Linked DNA regions of Sus scrofa: all the other regions are linked to region 2. The links are chromatin contacts, called in public Hi-C maps. All regions are on one chromosome and are shown on one strand. Each heading gives the region's core, a stretch centred on a gene start, on an enhancer-like site or on the middle of the called end of the contact. The rest is flanking DNA. Distances are from core to core; before and after follow the strand shown.

Region 1 (4,528 bases), core at 526-3,025, 180 kb before region 2:
AATGCCCAGTGTCCGTATGAATGTGACCATCTGCATGTGAATGTATTGACATATGTAACTGATTTTACTTATTTATGTATTTAGTCTTTTTAGGGCCACATACGCAGCATATGGAAGTTCCCAGGCTAGGGGTCGAGTCAGAGAATAGGAGCAGAGCTGCCAGCTTATGCCACAGTCATGGCAACATGGAATCTGAGCAGTGTCTGTGACCTACACCACAGCTCAGGGCAACTCGGGATCCTTAACCTGCTGAGCAAGGCCAAGGATCGAACCTGCATCCTCATGGATACTAGTTGGGTTCATAACCCACTGAGCCACAACAGGAACTCTCATAACTTACTAAACAATAATTAAAAGCATGGGCTCTTAAGCCCCATAGGCTACATTTTTATCCCAGCTCCACCACTAATTTGCTGTGTGACTCTAGGCAAGTGACTTCACCTCTCTGGGTCTCCGTTTCCTTGCCTGAAAAATGATAGTTCCTACTTCAGAGTAGTGTTGTGAGAATTAAATAAGTTAATATGAGTGCTCGGAAGAACTAACTCTTGTAATTGTGTATGAAGAGCACCCATGTGCATCTGTAGTGAGGATAGTGTCACATGTGTTGGGAACCACATGAAGGTGTGTGTGTGCGTGTGTGTGTGGAATCTGTTTCTCCATGTGGCCGTGTGTGTGTTGCTGCCTGGAGGTGAATGTCTGAATGCCTGGGTGTGACCCTGTGAGTACGTGCTGGCTGCTGTGGGGATGCAGGGGCCACCTGGGCCAGGGTGTGAAGGCCTCCGGGCGGCCAGGGTAGGTACTGGTGTGTCTCCCTTATTCCGTGGGAGAGGAGATGAGGGGCTTGGATGGCACAGGAACGAGGGGTCACTCCCTGTCTGATGCTGGGGCCGAGTCACTGCCTGCTGGTGGTTGCTGTGTCATCTCCTCGTCCCTGTCCCTACTCCCAGACTGGTGACAGACAGAGGGGGCGTGGAGGAACAAGGTGTTTGAGGCTGGGCTTTTGTCTGGAAAACTCAACCTCCCTGTGCTGCCCCCATGCCCCTTTGGCCTTCCGCAGCCCCCTCCCCCCTCCCCACTACTGGGACAGGGAATCGAAACGTCCTAGGAGTCAGGAACCACCCAAGCCCTCTTGCTCCGCTTCAGACCTGCTATGTGATGATGAGGCAGGTCCTCCCCATCTCTGGGCCTGTGGGAATTCCACAGTTTTAAAGTGCTTCTCCCTCTGTGCCCTGAGAGGGGAGTGCCAGGAACCCAGGTTTATGAAGCAGCTGGTGAGATCTGTACAGGCGGGTGCCTAAGAGATGGAGGCTGTGGTGTCTGAAATACCCTAATTAGACTCTTGAACCCATTTCCAAACTGGGTGGCCAGGTAAGCAATTTGCCCCTCTAAGCCTGCGTTATAACAGTGTACACTGTGAGCGGACAGGGGTAGGTTTGCAAGACTTGTAACTTCTATCAGTAGAAGCTGTTACTCAAACAATCCCAACACCCAGGCTTTTTTCAGGGCGTTTCACTGAACCAGGCAGTTCTCAGAACTCAGAAAGAGAATAGGAATTCTGGGTTTGCATTTCTTGCGATGGGATCTTGGGCAAGCTGCAACTTCTCTATCATTTTCTCTTTTATAAAATGAGGATTTTCTTCTCTTACCCATGCAAAGCTGTTTTAAGAACTGTAAATATTGTATTGAAAGGCTTAATACAGAGCTGGTTTGGTAATTCATGGCACCTATTAGCATCATGACTACTATTATTTATTATGCCCCCCCATTCTTTCTGATTGCAGACAGGATTATAAAGCAGAAAGGAGAGATTAATCACACCATCAGCAGCAGGGACACTTCGCCCTGAGTTTCATTACCCATCCCCTCCAAACTCGCGTATCTCCCAAATGCTGAACCTTGGCGGGGCGGGACTGGCGGCAGGGTCCAAGACACACATCCTTTGCCCCCCACTCTGGGAAAAGTGAAGCTGAAGCTCCGAAAGGAAATCCATTTTTCAAGCGCGAACAACCAGTCGGGGCACAAGCTGGTAGGAGCCTCGGGACTCCACTCCCACCTCCACTTTCACCTGGAGCATCACAGCTCCTCCCTCTCAGCTCTGGACTCAGTTTCTCCGCCTATGTGACCACACGACACTAGCCTGGGTCTCCCTTTAAAGAGCCGACCTTCCTCCCGAGAGAGGGCGCCGCACCACCACAAGTGGGAGCGGCAGCCAGAAGTGAAAGGGGACCTCCGCCCCCCAGCTGGGGTCTGGGGTCTTCTCCGCCGGGGTCCTACCCAGGACCAGCTTAATAGCCTATTAATACCAGCCCCCAGGGCGGCGCCGCACTGCGCAGGCGCGGGCGGGTTCCGCAGGCGCGCGAGGCGAGCGCGAGCTAGCGAGGGATTCCCTCTGACGTAATTGCTAGGATACCAAACAAACACTCAGCCTCTCGCGCCGAGCTCCTTATATGGCTAATTGCGTCACAGGAACTTTGGGGAGACCAGGCCGGGATCCCCTCCCGCCGAGTGCTCCAGAACGCAGCCCCCAAGACCCCCAGGGCAACAAGGGTGATACAGGTGATCAGATCGAAGTTAGGGCAGACCTCTTACCGGTCGGTGCGGGGCTCGGCTCCCAGGGCCGGAGATATTGAGAAGTTTGTGAAGTGCCGGACAGGTGACGTAAGCAGAGGGCCGGGCCCCGGGCATATAAATACAGGCTGCTCTGGGCTTCATTCATAAGACTGAGAGCTACGGCCAAGGCAGGGACACACGGAGCTGGGACTTGATTGTTGTGGTTCTTCTTCTTGGGGGCTGTGAAATTCGCTTTATTATTTTTTTTCCGGAAAGTTTTTGGACGGCTTCTTCTAGATAATTCTACATTTTCTTTTGGAGGATCTACTTACTTTTTTTCGTCTTCTTTATTACTCCCTTCCCCCTTGTGGGACCCGCCGGACGCGTGGAGGGGACCACTCCCGAAGCAGATTCTGTACAGCAGGACTGAGCTTTCCACCCCTGGGGGAGCGATCCCCCATCGCCCCTTGGTCCTACGGAGCCGGGACTTTCAGGAGGCACAGCGGCATCTTGTGGGGGCCTGGGCACCGCAAAGGAATTACACAGAAACTTTGCCATTGTTGGAGCGGGACGCTGCTCTCACCTCGAGTTTCCCCGGACAGCGCACTTGGGGGACGCGCTCGGCTCACCCCGGACTCGCACCTTTCTTCCCCCACCCGGCCATAGCCTTGGCTTCCCGGCGACCTCAGCGTGGTCACAGGGGCCCCCCTGTGCCCAGGGAAATGTTTCAAGCTTTCCCCGGAGACTACGACTCCGGCTCCCGGTGCAGCTCTTCACCCTCCGCCGAGTCTCAGTATCTGTCTTCGGTGGACTCCTTCGGCAGTCCACCCACCGCCGCCGCCTCTCAGGTAAGTTCTGGAGGGCTGAGGTGCTGCTTTGTGGTTTACAAATTTTTTGAAGTCAAGGGTGGAGGGGGCAATCAATTCCCTTTCCCCAGATAAGGACGCGTCAAAACCTAAGATCGGAGAGGGAATAGCTTCGCGGAGCACTCTGCAAACTGCAGAGTCCGGACTTGCAATTGGTTGTGTGCGTGGAGCGTAGGAAGGGAATACAGAGGGGTAAGCTTTGGGGGTGGGGAGAGTGCAATGTTCAGTGCAACGTGTTTGCGGTAGCAGGGCTGAGAACTTTTAGCCGGCTTCGGGGCTGCCCCCCACTCCATCACCAACCTGAAGCTAGCGCGGTCAGGCAGGTGGGGGAAATCCCGGAGAAGCTTCCAGTAGCCTCCTTCCTTTTCCTCCTCCATCCGAGCGCCTACTCTGGCGCCGGGTCACCCTCGACCCAGCGGGAAGGCGGGCCGCAAAACCTCGGTGGCGCTGCCTCCGCCTCCTGCGCGGAGACGTAACGGGGGACCCGTGCGTAACGGCTGACGCGCTGGAATCCTCCGTCTGACGCGGGGCACGCACGGCGCGTGGCGCCCCCTTCGTCCGCCCCGCCCCTGACGTCCCGGGCGCGTTCTATTTTGGAACGCCAGGCCACGTTGCTAAGGGAGGGGGCAGCCCGGCGTTCCGATTGGCCGCTGCGGCGCGTCCTTTGACCAATCAACTTTCCCTTCCTATTTGTAGGGTACAGTTTCCTTCCCCCAGTTCGTCCCCGGAACCCGTGGTGCTTCGGCGCCAGAGACTCTTTTACGGGCCTCTAGAGGCAGAGCGAGGGGATTCCTGTCGCAACAGATGCGACCCAATGAGTGCGCAAGGACCTTGCTGGGATCCTGTCCCTCCGCTGTCAGGGTCCGAGGGTGTCTGTTTGTGTGCCTGGGTTTCTCTGGGAGACATGATGACTGTCACCCACTTCTGGCACACACAGAGTCCCGCTCCCTCTGCTCCGGACGCCGGTCGTCTCTGGTGTGTCCGAAGACAGGACTAGAATCGCTAGCCCAAGGGGAGCCCAGCCAGGTGGTCTCCAGGAGCCCCGCCCCCTCCGGGTTTCCAAGGCGCTGATTGGCCAGCGAGCCAGCCCATCCCTCACCACGCCCCCTGGG
Region 2 (4,943 bases), core at 2,314-4,813:
GAGGATGGGGAAGTGGCATAGCCGCCCACTCGCCGTGGGGGTCCCGCGCCATTGAGGGGCGTCCTGGTGGGAAGGCCTTTCAAGAGCTGACACACTAGGGAGACGGAGTTAGAGAAAAGAAGGGCTGAGTGTAAGGTCCAGGCCCCAACCCCTCCCCATCTCACCCCTCCAGTCTACTGAAGATACCCGAGGCTGTGGTGCCTAGGCGCGGAGGCGCGCGGCCCTTGGGGGTGCTCCGCGCTCGCAGCGCAGCACCTTGCTCTTCGCATGCCCGCAGGCGACGCAGCGCGTCAGCCAGCGCCGCCTTTAAGACAGCCAGCTCGTCTTCCTGCAGTTGCAGCCGCTGCTCCAGCGCCGACACGCGGTCGTCCACCTCCATCCCGCTTGTGCCCGACAAATTGTCATCTGGAAAGCAGGGGAGCGCTGGCTGCAGGGGCCACCCAGGAACTCTAAAGCCCGAGATGAGGTGTCCCTCCTGGCTTCCCGGTCTAACCTGGGCCGGCCACGCCCCCTTCCCCTCCCGCAACCTCGGGCTGGGACGCTTGGATGGGAGCCAAAAAAGAGGGCTCTGAGAGGGGAAGGAAATCCCCATTGCTCTCAGCCCTTGTCCCCAAACATCTCTCTCTGCCGCAGCGCCCTGGAGGTGTGACCTTAGGGAAGTCCCTTCCTCTCTAACCTTCTAAGAGTCTATGAATCGAGAGCCTCTCGACTCTGGTTTTAAGATTGTATGACTAAGATGATGAATACATATGAGTGATTAGCAACATTTTAAGGATGACACCAACTTTTTTCCTGACGACATTTTGTAGTGACTAACATTCTCGAATTGCTCCCCAATATTCTTTGACGGATGGCAATATTTTATCGCAGATACTAACGTTCCTTCTCCATATCAAAAACTTTCCAAGCCAAAAGGGTCCTACCTGTTCCCTCCCCTTCCTATGCTCTCCTCACTAAAGTGTTTGGCCCCCAGGAGTTCTGGTCGTCGTGGCTCAGAGGTACGGAACACGACTAGTATCCATGAGGACGCGGGTTCCATCCCTGGCCTGGCTCGGTTGGTTAAGGATCCCGCGTTGCCATGAGCTGTGGTGTAGATTAAAGACGCGGCTCCGATCCAGCGTTGCTGTGGCTGCGGGGGTAGGCCTGCATTCGACTCCTAGCCTGGGAACTTCCATATGCCGTTAGTACGGCGCAAAAAGACAAATAATAACAATTTTTATAAAGTGTTCGACCCTGGAGCCTGCTACAAGGACAGGGTTTCAGCGGCCCCTGGCGGCAGATTTGCGAGGTGCAGGCAGCACATCAAAGACCCGAGACCCATGGAAGGAAGATAACCCCGGAGATCTGACACTCAAACTCTCTCCCCCAAACGGAGCTTTCCCCCTGTTTCCCTTCCTTATTTTCCCTAATTTATTTAGCTTCTGTACCCCACGCCCCTGTTTCCAGGCCTGGGGTGTAGCCAAATAACTCCTCCTCCATCTCCCGCCGCCTCGCGCCCCCCACCCCCCCGCACATTTTCCCGAAGTGGGAGGAGCAGAGGACCAGGGTGGTCCCCACCTTTCCCAGACCACGCATACCCAGACTCATTGCTGGCAGTAACTGAGGAAGACCTGGCTCCGAGTTGATGGGAAGTAAAGGTGGTAGCATTAACGGGAACAGGGCATGGAGGCACCTGCCATCCCGTGTCCGTAGGCCGCCCCGCCCTGCCGCTGGGCTCCGCAGTGCAGCCGTCTGTCCCTCCCCCTCACCCCGCGGCCCAATCGTCTGCCCGGCCCTGCCTGCCCTGCCCCCCACACAGTGCCTCTCTGGTCCGGTGCCTGGACCTGCATTAGAAGGTGGGGGCCTCTGGGGATCCGAGGGAGAGAGCCAGACATCAGGACTCGGAACTTATAAGAGGAGTAATCTCAGGGTACTGTTGCGAAAAAGGAAACTGAATCGGAGGTTGGGGGAGTGCGTAGAGACTCCCCAGAGGTCACACAGCCACGAGGTGAAGTACAGGAGGGTACAATCACGTCGATGTGCCAAGACCCCTCTTAGCTACTATTAATAATACTACCCCAAAGTGAGATCTGATATAGGGAGCTTACATGTGGCAGGCGCTCTTCTTGCAAAACGTTTAACACCTTACCTGGCTCTTCTATGTGCTCAGTAAATCTGGAATATAATTAACTGCTACTATGGTACCCAGGACACCCAGTAACTCTAGTAGCTGTGGTGTTTTACCCATTTTAGGAGGAGAGAAGTTGGAAGGGGACTGAGGCCCAGAGAGATGAAATTACTGGTGCATGGACACACAGCCTTTCAGCAGTAAAACATGTACCTGACCCAGGCTTAGGCACCTGTTAGCCTGCCCATGAGAGGGCAGAGGAGGACAAAATGAGCATTCCGGTCCTCTGCTAACTCCAGTGGTCCCTGACACTGGGGTGCGTACCCAGGGGAATAAGCCTGCAAATGCAAGACAGCTCTTCTCAGGGACCCCCTGAGTGAAATAGAGAAGCTTTCTCCTTGGCCCTTCAGCACCCATCCAGAGAGCCAGCCGCATTCTGAGGCCTTGGCCTGCCCACCCCCCACCCACATTGACTCAGGTCCTCAGCTCCCTCCTGACCATTCCCAGCCCTTTTGCCCAGAATCCGGCCCCCACTTCCCACTTCTCCTCCCGTCCCTCCTCCCCTCTGCCTCCAGCTCCCCTCACATGGGCCTGACACCCACAGTGGCCCTTCTTGCATCACACCCATTTGTTAGGGAGAAGGGGTGAGTCCTAATGGGTGGGATGGGCGGGGCCTGAGGATTTGGGGGCTATAGCAGAGGCAAAGTCCTCTGGTCATCCTTCCTGGTCCCACACCCAGCCCACAAGCCAACACTAAATGCCACTCTCCCCCTAATGTGTCCCTCTGCCAGGGAGAAGGGGGAGGGTCCCAGAGCAATGAGAGGGGATAGGGAGGGCAGAGTTCCAGACCTTCAGGCCTCTCCTCCTTCAACCCCAGTCTCCCGGAGGTTCTGCCCCTTCTCCCGGTTCAGCCACCTCCGAAAAAGGGGAGGGCCAAAGAGCGTGGAGGACAGGGATCAGGGCTTTGGGGATCAGGGACTTTGCTCTGGGGTCAGGGTCCTGCTGGGGAGAAAGGAGAATCTTCAGCAAGCGGCAAGGATGGGGATTTGGAAGAAGGTTGGGGCAAGAGGCGATAGGTCGAGCCCTGGGCGGGGCCAGGGTTGGAACTGAGGAGGGGTCTCACCGTTGCAGTACTGAAGCAGCGAGGATGTGTCGTAAAGGCCGCAGAAGGCCGGGCCGCGCTCCGCCATCACCCCGCCACAGCCACTGCCGGCCCCCCCGGCCCCAGCTCGGGCCCGGTCTTCCCCCCCAGGCCCTGCCTCCCGTTGCCATAGCAACGCCCTTCGTTCCAGCATCCCGGGCTTTGCCCGCCCGGCGGCATCAGGCGGCCGGCGCCGGGCCTGGCACCGGGGTCATCCCCCAGGATGCCCAGAAAGGGGGGATCGGGACACCTCCTGCCAGGCCCCCCAACACAATCCTCAGGCCGGGATTGGTTGAGCTGAGATCCCCCTCGGTACTGTCTGGTCCCGCCCACAACAGGCGCGTATTCTCTCTAGACCCCTTCCTCGCCTGTTCAGGACCAATGAGAACCTGTCGCGCAGGCCCCTCAGCCAACAGGGATGCAGAAGGATTGGAAGGGGCAGGGCCTTCTCTGCTTTTCAGCCTGAAGCGTAGCCCCTGGCTTTTAGAGGAAGCTAAGGTGGGAGAAGACACTTCCATATTTGCCCAAACCTCCCTCATCTTTTTCTGGATTTTCGAAAAATCCCCCTTGCAAGACGAGAGCCCGACCCTAAAGCCTCAAATCCACCTAGATATCCACTAGCTCCGCCCTGGAACTCTTATTCAAGCCTATTTCTTAGAGCTCTTGTTTATTCTATCTGTACCCGCCCCCGGGGTGCTAAGCTCCACCCCCAGAATCCCGCCGGGAGCTAAAGTTCCATTCCCGCCCCCAGAGCCTTTGGCACCGCCCCCTAAGCATCTCAGGAGGATGGTACTTAGTCCAGCAGCCTTGACCCGGCCTCCGGATAGAATTGGCTCGACCCCTGGAGTTTAGATCCCTCCCCCCAAGTCTCTTAGTCCCTCCTTAACCTTTCCTTCCACTTCTTTATCCGCAGCCCCAGACCATTAGCTCCTCCCTTACAGCCTTCATCTTCCACAACCTTATTATCCAGTCCGGGTTTTGACGCAGGCACAGCTGTGATGCCTGGCCGGCTGGCGGTGTCAGTCGGAGCAGTCTCGGAAGCTGGAGGAAGAGGGGAGGGTACAAAACCTGACAATGGATTTAAAGAATACTGGACCACCTTCCCCAAGTCCCCACTGAAGCTCAACCCCTAGAAGTGACCCAGACCGTGCTTTATAGGCAGGAGCCCAAAGCAGAAAAGACTTGCCTTTGACACAGGCAGACCTTGGAAGCCCAGGGCTTTGAAACCAGATTGACCTGGGTTTGAATCCTGACTCCACCACTTTCTGGTTGTGACCCTGAACCTGTTTCCACATCCGGAAAGTGTGAGGTCATATCGTTTAACAGTGTTTACTGGGAGTTCCGTTGTGGCTCAGCAGGTTAAGAACCAGACTAGTATCCATCAAGATGCAGGTTCAATCCCTGGCCTCGCTCAGTGGGAGCATTGCCACATGCTGTGGTGTAGGTCACAGATGTGGCTCATACCTGACCTTGCTGTGGCTGTGGCATAGGCCTGCGGCCATGGCTCCCATTGGACCCCCTAGCTGGGAACTTCCATGTGCCTCAGGTGCAGCCCTAAAAAGACAAAAAAAAAAAAAAAAAAAAGTTTACTGAGTGCCTCGTATGTGCCAAACTCTGTTCTAGGTCCTGGAGTGTCAGTAGCAAGTCAGCCCCAGAGTATTCTCTCATGGACCTTGCAGTTGGTACAGATGGTAA
Region 3 (4,703 bases), core at 499-2,998, 210 kb before region 2:
ACCACAGCCCTCGAGACTCTTAAAGATCTGTCCCTGCCCCCTTGCCTCAGGGATCTCATGCCTGGCTACCTCTTCTCCCTGGCTTTCTCTACTCCAGCCCCACTGCCTCCTTGCAGCCCTACAACTTATCAGGTTCTCTCTGACCTCAGGGCCTTTGCACTGGCTGTTCCCTCTCCCCTCTGACGTCACATAGCTCATTCTCTTATCTCTTGCACATCCCTGCACAGGCATCATCTCCTCCAAGAAGCCCTCCCTTGACTGTTTCAAGGTAGCTCTTCTCCCCATCACACCCTATATCCTTAGCCTACCTTCTTTTTCTTTATTGCACATAGGTAGCAGCCAGTACTTAGCTGTGGGAATGAGATCCTTTATTTACCAAAAGAGGTCAAAGGTCCAGACTTTACTTTTTTTATTTTATTTTTTGTCTTTTGTCTTTTTAGGGCCACACCCGCTGCATATGGAGGTTCCCAGGCTAGAGGTCGAACCGAAGCTGTTGCTGCTGGCCTACACCACAGACACAGCAACACCAGATCTGAGCCGCATTTGTGACCTACACCACAGCTCACAGCAACGTGGGATCCTTAACCCACTGAGTGAGGCCAGGGATCAAACCTGCAACCTCATGGTTCCTAATCGGATTCATTTCCACTGCGCCACAACAGGAACTCCTCAAAGGTGCAGACTTTAAAAAAAAAAAACTTTCAATTATTCTTTTTTTTTTTTTTAATGGCCGCAGCCACTTTATATGGAAGTTTCCAGGCCAGGGACTGAATCTGAGCCAAAGCTGCAGTAATGCGAAATTCCTTTCACCCACTGCATCCAGTCTGGGATCCAACCCGCACCTCCAAAACGACCCTAGCTGCTGCCGTCCTGTTCTTAACCCCCTGCGCCACAGCGGGAACTCCGAACCTTCCAATTCTTTTTTTTTTTTTTTTTTTTTGTCTTTTTGCCATTTCTAGGGCCACTCCGGTGGCATATGGAGGTTCCCAGGCTAGGGGGCGAATCGGAGCTATAGCTGCCAGCCTACACCACAGCCACAGCAACGCGGGATCCGAGCCACGTCTGCAACCTCTACACCACAGCTCATGGCAGCGTCAGATCCTTAACACACAGAGCAAGGCTAGGGATCAAACCCACAACCTCATGGTTCCTAGTCGGATTCGCTAACCACTGAGCCACGACAGGAACTCCTCCAATTCTTAAATATCAGCAATGAATTCATGCCTTGCAGAACCAGGGTGCTGGCTGCATAAACCATATCGCAGGACTATTGCCCAGCTGCCAGTTTGTGGCCTCTGCCTTAGCGCTCCTGACCATGACATTTTACAGGTAGAGAAAATGAGACTTGCAGAGGGCAAAGGACTGTTTTCTCAAGGTGACCCAGGCCCCAACACTTTCTAACCCACACTGTGGTCCCAAAGGCCCCATCCTGTCCCCCTTTCTCCGCAGACCGCCCCCCTCCAAGCCTCCTAGCAGTCCCTTCATCTCCTAGTCCTACCCCAGGAGGAGGGACTTCATCCTCGTCCAGTGGTATGACGAATTTCTTCCTTGTGGGTGAGGCAGCCGGCTTCTGGCCTCCCTCTTCGTCCATCGCAAGGTCCTTCTGGGGTCTGAAAATGAAGGCGTAGCATCGGCAGCAAGTACGAGATCGGCATTCCCATCACCCCGGGAGGAACACCCAGTCACAGCCATCCCCACTCCGAAATCCCAGGAGTCCATACGGTCCAGCTCCAGACACCTTGCGCGCAGTATCTCGAAGGCCCCGCCCCATCGATCCACCCACCACCTCCGGCTCGCCCCGCCCCTTACGGAGCCTCTCTTTCCGTTTGCCTCGCGCCTCAGAGCCCCTACTTTTTTATTCGCCCCGCCCTCACGGTTCTCCGCCTTCCGTTTGCCAGGTGCGACCACACTGTCCCCGACCCTCCGACCGCCCTGCCCCCTCAAGGCTCGCACCTGGATGCCCTCCCCTCGCCCCATCTCCTCCATCACTCAGCCACTGAAACGGCTGATTGGCTTCTGCGGCTGCCACTCGCCACAGGCTATCTCCACCCGCCGCACCTCTAGCCCCAGTCCTGTGGTCGCAGCACCCCGAGGACTCACCTCCTAGGCCCTGAGCATTGGGAAGACTGGAGGGAGATCGAGGCGTCCCACCGCCGGCGCGGCCAGCGCGGCCCCGGGCTCGCTGCACTTCCGGCCTCTCTAGCCCTCCAGCCAACTCCCAACGTTCCCCTAAGGGTGAGAGCATCGAGAGGGGCGTTCCCCGCGCAGCTCTCTATGGTTTTGGAGGACTGCTGAGTTTGGGGTTGGAGAGAGCCCACTGCCTCTGGGTCTGAGCATCTCTCGATGCCAAGCAGTTTGCTTTCAGTGCCCTTATTGAACGCTTCTTGTGTGCCCGGACTCTGGACAGGGCTTAGCGAAGAAGAGATGGCGGGCTATCAACCACACTAGGTTCCTCTCTCAGGACAGACTTGGGTTTGAATCCCAGCTTTGTCATTGACTTGACCTGTTTCCCCCTTCATTCATTCCCTTATTCCACACATATTCCTGGAGGGCCTTCCTGTTCCCAGCCATGTGTGAGGCAGTGCTAGCGACACATCGGTGACCCATCATAACGTTAGCTCCGCTCTGCCCTCCTGGAGCTTACAACGCATTTTTAGGGGCAGACCTGTTCCCAAACCGCGACAAACCAGGGTGGGCAGGGCTGAGATAGGAGACCCCAGAGGGCCAGGGAGGAGGTGGCGAGGGGGTCACGTAACCCAGCCAGAACGCCAGGAAGAGCTTCCTAGAGGAAAGGACATCTGGGCAGAGACCTGGTTGATGAGTTAGTATTAGTCATTTCCTGAAAGGATAGTATCACGCTGTTCTAACTAGCAACTCTCTCATTACTAAGAAGAGAGAACACTTTTTTGTGAGTTTATTGGTCTTAAACACTTTGTTTTCTGTGAGTTGCTTGCTCATATCCTTTGCCCATTTTTTTCATGGGGTTTTATGCCTTTTTTATTACTGTTCATTTGTAGGAGTACTTTACAGATTCCAATTCTAATTGTTAGTTACATATGTTCCAAATGCATCCTTATGGTTTGCATTTTATAATTTATCTTTGTCACACAGAAGTTCTTAGTGTTGAGAGTTCCCATCGGGACTCGGTGGTTAACAAATCTGACTCGCATTCATGAGGACACAGGTTCGATCCCTGGCCTCGCTCAGTGGGTTAAGGATCTAGCGTTGCTGTGAGCTGTGGTGTAGGTCGCAGACAAGGCTCAGATCCAGCGTTGCTGTGGCTGTGGCGGAAGCCAGCAGCTGTAGCTCTGATTCGACTCCCAGCCTGGGAAGCTTCATATGCTGCAGGGTGCGGCCCTAAAAAGCAAAAAAAGAAGTTCTTAGTGTTTATTTGCACCTATTTATCAATCTCTTCCATCCTGACTCACTTTTGGTGTGTTTAAGAGACTCTGCATACCTCAAGTTCATAAATAAAGTCAATTATTACTTTTAATACTTTACTAGTTTTGATTTTGTTTCTATCTTTAATCCATATGAGCCTTTTAGTTTATTCTATTCTATTTTATTTTATTTTTGGTCTTGCCTATGGCAAGCAGAAGCTTGGGCCAGGGATCAAACCCACACAGGAAAGACAACACCACATCCTTTAACCGCTAGGCCACCAAGGAACTTCCCCAATACTATTTATTTTAAGAGTCAGTTCTGCTCCCAATTTTGAGATTCCACCTTTATCATGAGCCAAATTCCCACATACACACAGATCTATCTCTGCTGTTTCTATCATGTTCCATTGATCTCTGCATCTGTGCCTTGCCTCCATGCCAAACTGTTTAATTACTTTATTTAGATGTATTTTGATATCAACAAGGCAAGACCCCCCCACCTCTGTTCAGTTTCAAATCTGTCTTTACCATTCTTGTCCATTTTCTCTTCCAGATGGATTTTAGCAGCTGCTTTTCTAGTTCTCTGAAAAATCCTATTGGGCCCAAGATTGGAATTGCACTGAACTGATGGATTAATTACAAGGAAATTGAGGAGTTCCCATCCTGGCTCGGTGGTTAACGAATCCGACTAGGAACCCTGGCCTTGCTCAGTGGGTTAAGGATCCCGCGTTGACATGAGGTGTAGCGTGGGTCACAGACGCAGCTCAAATCCCGAGTTGCTGTGGCTGTGGCGTAGGCCGGCGGCTACAGCTCTGATTAGACCCCTAGCCTGGGAACCTCCATATGCCACAGGAGCGGCCCCAGAAAAGGCAAAAAGACAAATAAATAAATAAATAAATAAAAATTTTTAAAATTTGAGTTCCCGTCGTGGCTCAGTGGTTAATGAATCTGACTAGGAACCATGAGGTTGCAGGTTTGATCCCTGGCCTTGCTCAGTGGGTTAAGGATCTGGCGTTGCCGTGAGCTGTGGTGTAGGTTGCAGACACGGCTCGGATCCTGCGTTGCTGCGGCTGTGGCATAGGCTGGCAGCTATAGCTCTGATTAGACCCCTAGCCTGGGAACCTCCATATGTCGAGTGAGTGGCCCTAGAAAAGACAAAAAGACCAAAAAAAATTTTTTTAATTAAAAAAAAAACAGGAAATCGACACATTTTCATATCCATGAGCACATTGTTTCCATCACTCCTCTGATTTTGGCTTTTTGGGGGGGTTGCCTTTTTTGGTTTTTTTGGTTTTTTGCTTTTTAGGGCTGCACCCGCAG

The links. Hi-C and Micro-C count contacts between places; a contact is called where the count stands out from the background.
Region 1: a contact with region 2 is called in a Hi-C map of epiblast stem cells, with 2.3 times the contacts expected there. The contact joins the promoter of FOSB here to the promoter of EML2 in region 2. A contact is called at or near these places in 1 of 47 Hi-C or Micro-C datasets (epiblast stem cells) and 1 of 2 datasets of contacts at active chromatin or transcription factors (alveolar macrophages).
Region 3: a contact with region 2 is called in a Hi-C map of subcutaneous adipose tissue, with 1.8 times the contacts expected there. The contact joins the promoter of ERCC1 here to the promoter of EML2 in region 2. A contact is called at or near these places in 3 of 47 Hi-C or Micro-C datasets (epiblast stem cells, heart right ventricle and subcutaneous adipose tissue) and 1 of 2 datasets of contacts at active chromatin or transcription factors (alveolar macrophages).

What each region holds. Positions count from the first base shown.
Region 1 is chr6:51,835,005-51,839,532 of Sscrofa11.1, forward strand. It overlaps FOSB (protein fosB), which reads left to right and starts at 1,776. Exons shown (of 5, transcript XM_021094557.1): 1 at 1,776-3,398. The coding sequence starts at 3,273.
Region 2 is chr6:52,009,830-52,014,772 of Sscrofa11.1, forward strand. It overlaps EML2 (echinoderm microtubule-associated protein-like 2), which reads right to left and starts at 3,564. Exons shown (of 22, transcript XM_021094571.1): 1 at 3,231-3,564; 2 at 187-405; 3 at 1-94. The coding sequence starts at 3,402.
Region 3 is chr6:51,796,810-51,801,512 of Sscrofa11.1, forward strand. It overlaps ERCC1 (ERCC excision repair 1, endonuclease non-catalytic subunit), which reads right to left and starts at 1,749. Exons shown (of 9, transcript NM_001159309.1): 1 at 1,499-1,749. The coding sequence starts at 1,591.